Regions from separate parts of the Mus musculus genome. Here region 1 is linked to region 2. A link is a contact called in public HiChIP or PLAC-seq data. All regions are on one chromosome and are shown on one strand. Each heading gives the region's core, a stretch centred on a gene start, on an enhancer-like site or on the middle of the called end of the contact. The rest is flanking DNA. Distances are from core to core; before and after follow the strand shown.

Region 1 (3,653 bases), core at 139-2,638, 680 kb after region 2:
ATGGAATATGGGCTGAACATCTTTAATCCAAAAAAATCTAGCATCTAAACTGTTTTAAAGACTGAAACTTTCTGAGTACCATCGTGATGCCACAAATGGAAAGTTTTACACCAAGAAACTTCATTTTATGCTCAAAATTATGAAAATAATTGTATAAAGCTATCTCTATACTATGTGTATAGGAAACAGAAATGAATTTCAGTTTTATATACTAAGTTTCATCCCCAATATCTATCTATCTATCTATCTATCTATCTATCTATCTATCTATCATCAAACTACTTATAAATCAATAATCTATTCATCTAAAAATATTTTTCTCAAATCAAAAATAAAGCATGCTGGTTACAGAATTTCACACAAAGGACTCTCAACCTAGATTTGTGTTTTTATGTTCTGTTCTTTTGAGACAGCTTATCCCTTTGTAGCCCTGGTTAGCCTGGAACTCACTAGGTAACCCAGGCTAATAATGGACTCTCCATTTTACTCCATTATCTATCCAAGTGCTAGGATCATAGTGATGTGGCACCACACCTTGCTTTTATCTGTCATCTTATGCTTGGATGCCTCCACTGTTTGCACATGCTGTAACATGTGCCACATGCTGCCTAAGCATGAGCCATCCTGCCCTTAGGCTGAATGGTATCCTGTGTGGTGCAGACATGTCATATCATGCTCTTCTTTCTTCTACTGTGGGCTCTTTGGATGCTTCCACCCTTTGGCAGTTATGAATAGCACTGCTATGGAACCAGTGTACAAACATCTGCTCAAGTTCTGGCTCATACGCAATCTTTTTGGATTCATATCTAGATGTGAGATTGCAGATTATTATAGCAATTCTATGTTTTGACATTTTGTTTAATCTTTATGAGTCCAGGTTCCTTTTGTATACTCTATTTGGACTAGAAGTGATATTGAAATGCACCCTGTGGGGATTCTCAGGCATTCTTGCTAGACTGCTCTGTCTAATTAGGTCAAGGACCTAGAAGGCAGCACCACAAAACCAGGAGTATGTTACTCACTCATTTGGGCTCTCTGACGCCTACCTCTCCTCTCCTCTCCTCTCCTCTCCTCCTAGTTACAGGTGACAGATTGCCAGAGCAGGAGAAAATAATCCCAGAACAGGCAGCATTATGGTTTAAAACTGTTTTGCTATAGATATGTGTCTGACTGTGACACTTATCCCACCCCCAGCCCACCTCCTCCTTTCTCTGATGGAAGAGCTAAGGCAGGCACACTGGAGTCTGTTAACCCTTCTGGATCCAGCCTCAGCAACTCCTTCAAAGTGTTTGATGTTTCAACAGCCCTGCCTCTGAACAGCAACTTAGCCAGGAGCTGCCAGTCACTTGATGACATCAATTGTTCCATACTGACAGACACTGAAAAGTCTCATTATCGCCAATAACAAGAACACCTCATCCATATCACACCTGTCAAGGCAGTCAAGTTGGGTCACCTATGTATGTGTGTGTGTGCCAGCAAAAGTTGGCTTTTGCCTTCCAGACAAGGGGACTCCTACACACGGATGATTGGGCTTCCTGTTCAGCTTGGTCTTCAGAGGGATGTTGAAGATCAGAAAGAACAACTCTTCAGACACTGAACTCATTCTTCTGAGGTTACTTTGAACCTGTTGCTGATCTTAACAGAGACAGGCTGTTCAGAGAAAAGTGCTAACCCAGGAGACCCCCCAAGCCAATGGGAGAAAGTTAGCAAAGAGTCCTTGGACCTGTGCAATGGCAGCTGTTCAGTGGTCACTTGGCAAAACCATCTTCAAGATGCTCAGGCAGAGCTTTCTAGGAAAATCACTTTTGGCTGCAGTAATGGGAGGCCTATTTAAAGGCAGTCGTCACTGAGGGTGATGTAGAGATCCCAGGGTTTGGCAGCAAATGGGCTGGAGTTTGTCTCTATACTAATAAAGTATGGAATAGGGAAGCAAATTACTTAATCTTGTTGTGACTGTTTTCCATGTGCCCTTATCTAGATTTGTATACCACAGTGATGGATATATTATTCAAAATAGCCAAGATGTGGAGCCAGTGTAGAGATCCACCGATGGATGGGTAGATACAGAAAATCTGGCATGTAGACACAATGGAATCTTATTCAGCTGGTATACACTTGTAAATTTAACACTTGGAGTCTGAGGCAGGAGGATCAGGAGTTTGGGGGCATGAAGTCATTTGGATCTACAAAGTGAGACACCCCCCACCATATTTAAATATTAATGTATGATACACAGTATACACTCTATAATTATTAGATACTACTGTTTTATGCTACTTTCATTTGTTAAAATATCAGGTGAGATAGATATAAATAATCAGAGTGTATGTACAGAATGTAAAATGCACACTCAATTAGAACACATCTGTGTTGAATTTTCCTGAGAACAACTGGCAGTGTCATTTCTGTCAAGGTGTTTGAGTCTGATTCTACCTCCCACATGCTGGAAGCCAGAAGCCTTTTCTAATCTGATTCTGCCCATCAGCACAGTGTCATGATTAAGTGAGTCACCTCTGGAGTCAATTACCAGGATTCAAATTATAGCACTCCAACTTCCACGTTTTAATCTATGAACAGTTTCTTATTTTCTTCCTCCTTCAGTTTTCTAAACTATAAAATAGGGATAAATCTTGTATCTGCCACTTAGGTCTTCCTAGTGGGGTACTTGGCAGGATGCAAACTATGTAAGCAAGACCAGACATTTTTACTACTCCACCTTCCCTGTACACCTGCTGTAGGTAGAGGTAGAGAGGTAGTGCAGGATCCCAGCCAGAGCACAATGGCTCAGCTCAGAGCTGATTGTGTTTGTGTCCTGGGTTTGCATTCAGGAGACCTCACAATGGTGTTACACACATGGGAGTGCTTGCACCATGGACACTGGCAAATGGTACCAGTCCAGTGCTCTCACCTTGCCCTTTGCAATGCTAGTTGCTGAACATTCACCAACACACCCCTGGATACAAGAGAGTCCACTAAGCCACCATACCTGCTTTTCCATAGCTCCCCCAAGAAGTGAGAGGAAGTGGGGGACAGGTCAAAGCCCAACAAACCATTAAGCATATGGGGAGAGGGGGATCTTCCTTTCTTGGCTCTGTAACTACAGTGACAAAAAACAAATGTATTAGATAAAATATCCACTATTATGGAAACATTCATTCATTCATTCATTCAATAAAGTCTCAATATGTAGCTCAGACTGGCTTTGAACTCATAATTCTCCTGTCTCAGCTTCTTGAGTACTGGAATTTTAGGTGTATACAACTACCACTTTATCACTTCTACCAATGTTTACTCTATCTATCTATCTATCTATCTATCTATCTATCTATCTATCTATCTATCTATCCATCCATCCATCTAGCTAGCTAGCTATCACCACCACTACCACCACCACTACCATCACCACCACCACCACCACCACCACCATCATCATCATCAAGGTCATCTTATGTAGCCCAGGCTGGACTCAAAATATGACAATCTTGTTGCTTCTGCCTTCAGAAATACAAGTTGGGTCACCAATATGACTCATTATATTAAACGTTATCCCGCCTGCTTAAAAAATACATTTATTTACGGTGTGTGTGCTTGTGCACGTGCGTGCATGCACGCATGCACACACACACACACACACACATACACACACACAA
Region 2 (3,270 bases), core at 754-3,253:
TGAAGCAATCCAAAAGAAATGGGACTTTCTGAGCTTGGGGCGAGACTTGTAGCAAACAGAGCAACCCACAGATGCAGAACTGAGAAATGGAGGTATTTGTCACCCTGCTCCCCCATACATTGAACCACAGAGATACCTTACTAAGGAATCCAAAAATGCAGATCATTTTATAATATCCATTTTCAAACACGCCAGAGAACCAATTATCCCTCCAGGCAGTCCCTGGGATAGAGTTCTACTCCGAAACCTCAATTTTCCTCTCAGGCACAATTCAAAACAGACGGGGGGGGGGGGGGGGAGAGTCAAAACTGGAAATGTCAGAAATTTTTCTGGCCACTGTCTCTCAGAAATCTATTCAGGTTCCTGCAGCCCAAACAGGCTGTCTTCTCTGTGTGCAGAGCAGAGATAAGCCGAATTTTTTTTTACCTGCTGTCTCTGCCCTCACCCCAGGTCATTTTCATTATTCTTCACTGTGGATGTTCTTTCTTTAAAATTGTAAAATAAAAATGCTCACTTGCTCTAAGGTAGAGACCCAGACAGGAAGAGCTCTGGCTATGACTCTGCAAGTGCCAAGCTCTCACCGGGAGAGGAGGGTCCCACAAAAGGGCAAAGCCAACTTTCAAAAGCAGGTTGGGGGGGAAGGTCGTGCAGACCTCACGCTGAGGTGGGGGGGGGGGGGCATCGTGCAGACCTCACATTGAGGGAGCTTGTTTACATTCTTCTGAAACAACCGGGGGTTGAGGGACTTTCCTGATTGTCCTAGGGCTCGGCTCCTGAAGGCTCGCCCTCCCGCCCGCCACCCCCCCCCCTGCTTTGCTCCAGATCCTTTGTTTGAGCCTCTTGGGGCTTTGCCCCTGAACTGTTGTGAAGCTTCCCAGATCCCAGGGACTCCTTGCTGTGTGGAGATTTCTTGTGCAGATTTGAAAACCTCAGCGGTACCCAGCCCCAGTCTTCCCACTTGAATGTCTCCTGAACTACCTTCACCACGGTGGCCACAGGCAGGAACACCTGCATTGTTATCCTTTATGAACATTTTTTTTTCTTTAAGCTGTTTGTCAAAATTGTCACTGCGTGCTAAAAGAAACCGGTAGCAGCACCCCTTACCACAAGTGGAAAACTCGCTCAGAAATTAACTAACAGCAAACAAATACTGACAGTCACCTATCCCTAGCTAAAACTGCCAAGTTCAAGGTTAGCTCCCTTTTCCTTAACTAAGGAGGCTGCCAAGTCCTGGAGAAGATGGCATAGACTTTCTCTGGCATGACAATAAGGGATAAAGCAAACATTTTCTAAGCCCACCTCTGATGATATTCACTGCCACATTTAGGTTCCTAAATGTCACTTCTGATATGTATTGTTGACAACTCTAAACCGTTGACAGAGGTAAATGGAAGGAAAGTAAATGCTTAGAAACATTGGGGGGAGGGGTGGGGCTGGAAACAAACACCCACAACTTAAAAACAACTGCATTATAAGTGTGTCTAGACGAGTCTTTTTCCAGTTTAGCACCCTAAATAAGAAAAACCCCCGCATTCAAAGTTCTGAAAAAGCATTCCCCACACCACACGCTGAGAAAAAGACGTGGGGTTCACCAAGCACCTTCTCCGGTTAGGTTCCTGGTAGGAAATGGCATGTGGTTGTTAGTTTTGAAGTCTCTGGCATCTTTGTAAGCAGTATTAGCCACCTCCCAAAACCTCAGGGCTTCCCATGTGCACAAGTCCCCACCAGACACACCCTTCCTACCGGCCTAGGGGTAACCCCCAAGGCCAAACAACAGCTGGCATTTAAAACTTGACTGAAACCACAGGGACCCCATCTCTTTCAAATGTCAAGGCAGAAGGCAGCCTAGCCCGGCAGGCTCCTTTCTTCAGGACTTATGAAGAAGAAGAAAAAAAACAAAACAAAACAAAACTATTTTCAGTAGCCTGCCTTCAAACCAATCAATAGAGACCACAGGGGAGCAGAGTAAGGTAGAGGCTGGCCTTTGAGTGAAGGGCAAATAAGATGACTCACAGTTAGGACTCACTATCACATTCTGAGACTTCATCCCTCCCTTCCTCCCCCTAGCCGGGTAACCTGACTGAATTTCAGGTTTCCACTGGGTCTTGATCTAACTAGATTTAGGGTTACTGTCTCTCTCTCTCTTTCTCTCTCCCTCTCCCTCTCCCTCTCCCTCTCCCTCTCCCTCTCCCTCTCCCTCTCTCTCTCTCTCTCTCTCTCTCTCTCTCTCTCTCTCTCTCTCAGACTATGCATGTATATGCAAGAGTGCACACACCTGCACATACACACGTGAATATGAGCTTGCGTTTAGCTGACTGACATCTGTCATCCTTTAATAGTGGACATAAGAGTTGATCACTTCCTGATACTGAGTCAATAAACAAAATGATGTCCCACTTTCTAACTGCAAAAATCTCTCCAAACAGTTTTAAAATTGAGCTCTACTTGGACACAAAATAACACAAAACAAACTACCACCAAAAGCCTATGTGTTTTTAACCTTCCTTTCCCATTCGAATGGATGGGGTTGTGCCTCAGCATAAGAAATAAGAACCAGGATAAATTTAACAAACACTTACTCTCTTATTGTGCTAGCCCGTAAGGCTTTGTAAATAAAAATGTATTTAGTCCCTACAGTAACCCTATATGGGTAGGTCCTAAAGGTTAGGTCCTGGTTTTGTAGAAGAGGAAACTGAAAGAGACAGAAATGGCAACTTGCTCCCAGCAACACACTCAGTAAATGGCCGTGCTGGTTCCTGAACCTGGGTAGCCTGTAGCAAGGTCCATGATCATGACCACCATGTTATGTTGCCATGTTTCATGCTATGTTATGTTACATGCTACAACTAGCATTGAGTTCTCCACCGCTGTTATTTCATGTAAACCACATAATAGGGTAAACTATATTTTTGTCCTCATCTTACAAACAAGAAAACTGAGCCAGACAGAAATAAAGCAGCTTGCCCAGACCCACCTAGCAAATGAGTGAGAACCGGGAGCTGACGTCATGGGAGGGAGGGTCACATAGCCGGCTACTCACCATCAACACCCAAATCCCCCCTGCTCAGAGGTAACGAAGCAGCTTATGTCTATGACTTAGAAACTGTCCTTTGCAGGCACACACACACACACACACACACACACACACACACACACAGGGGAGCAGACAGACAGACACCCCCCCCCCCCCCACACACACACACCTGGGACTTTGGATTTCTTAGCCCCACAACAATGCATAGGCAGGAGGGAAGTCTGCCTATCATACCA

The links. HiChIP or PLAC-seq counts read pairs in DNA pulled down with a chosen protein or histone mark.
Region 1: a contact with region 2 is called in an H3K27ac HiChIP or PLAC-seq map of regulatory T cell precursor, with 4 times the contacts expected there. The contact joins two enhancer-like sites. A contact is called at or near these places in 3 of 115 datasets of contacts at active chromatin or transcription factors (embryonic basal ganglia, embryonic midbrain and regulatory T cell precursor).

The regions. Positions count from the first base shown.
Region 1 is chr2:102,433,438-102,437,090 of GRCm38.p6, forward strand. No RefSeq gene overlaps it. Among named protein-coding and RNA genes, the nearest start is that of Fjx1, 17 kb to the right of the region's middle. Within about 2 kb of position 1,389, at least 18 of the 459 cell types and tissues checked have an H3K27ac peak or open chromatin away from gene starts, as enhancers often do. A contact at or near this core is called in regulatory T cell precursor, where this site is marked.
Region 2 is chr2:101,754,573-101,757,842 of GRCm38.p6, forward strand. The region is part of intron 4 of Prr5l (proline rich 5 like); the gene reads right to left. Among named protein-coding and RNA genes, the nearest start is that of Prr5l, 41 kb to the right of the region's middle. Within about 2 kb of position 2,004, at least 88 of the 459 cell types and tissues checked have an H3K27ac peak or open chromatin away from gene starts, as enhancers often do. A contact at or near this core is called in regulatory T cell precursor, where this site is marked.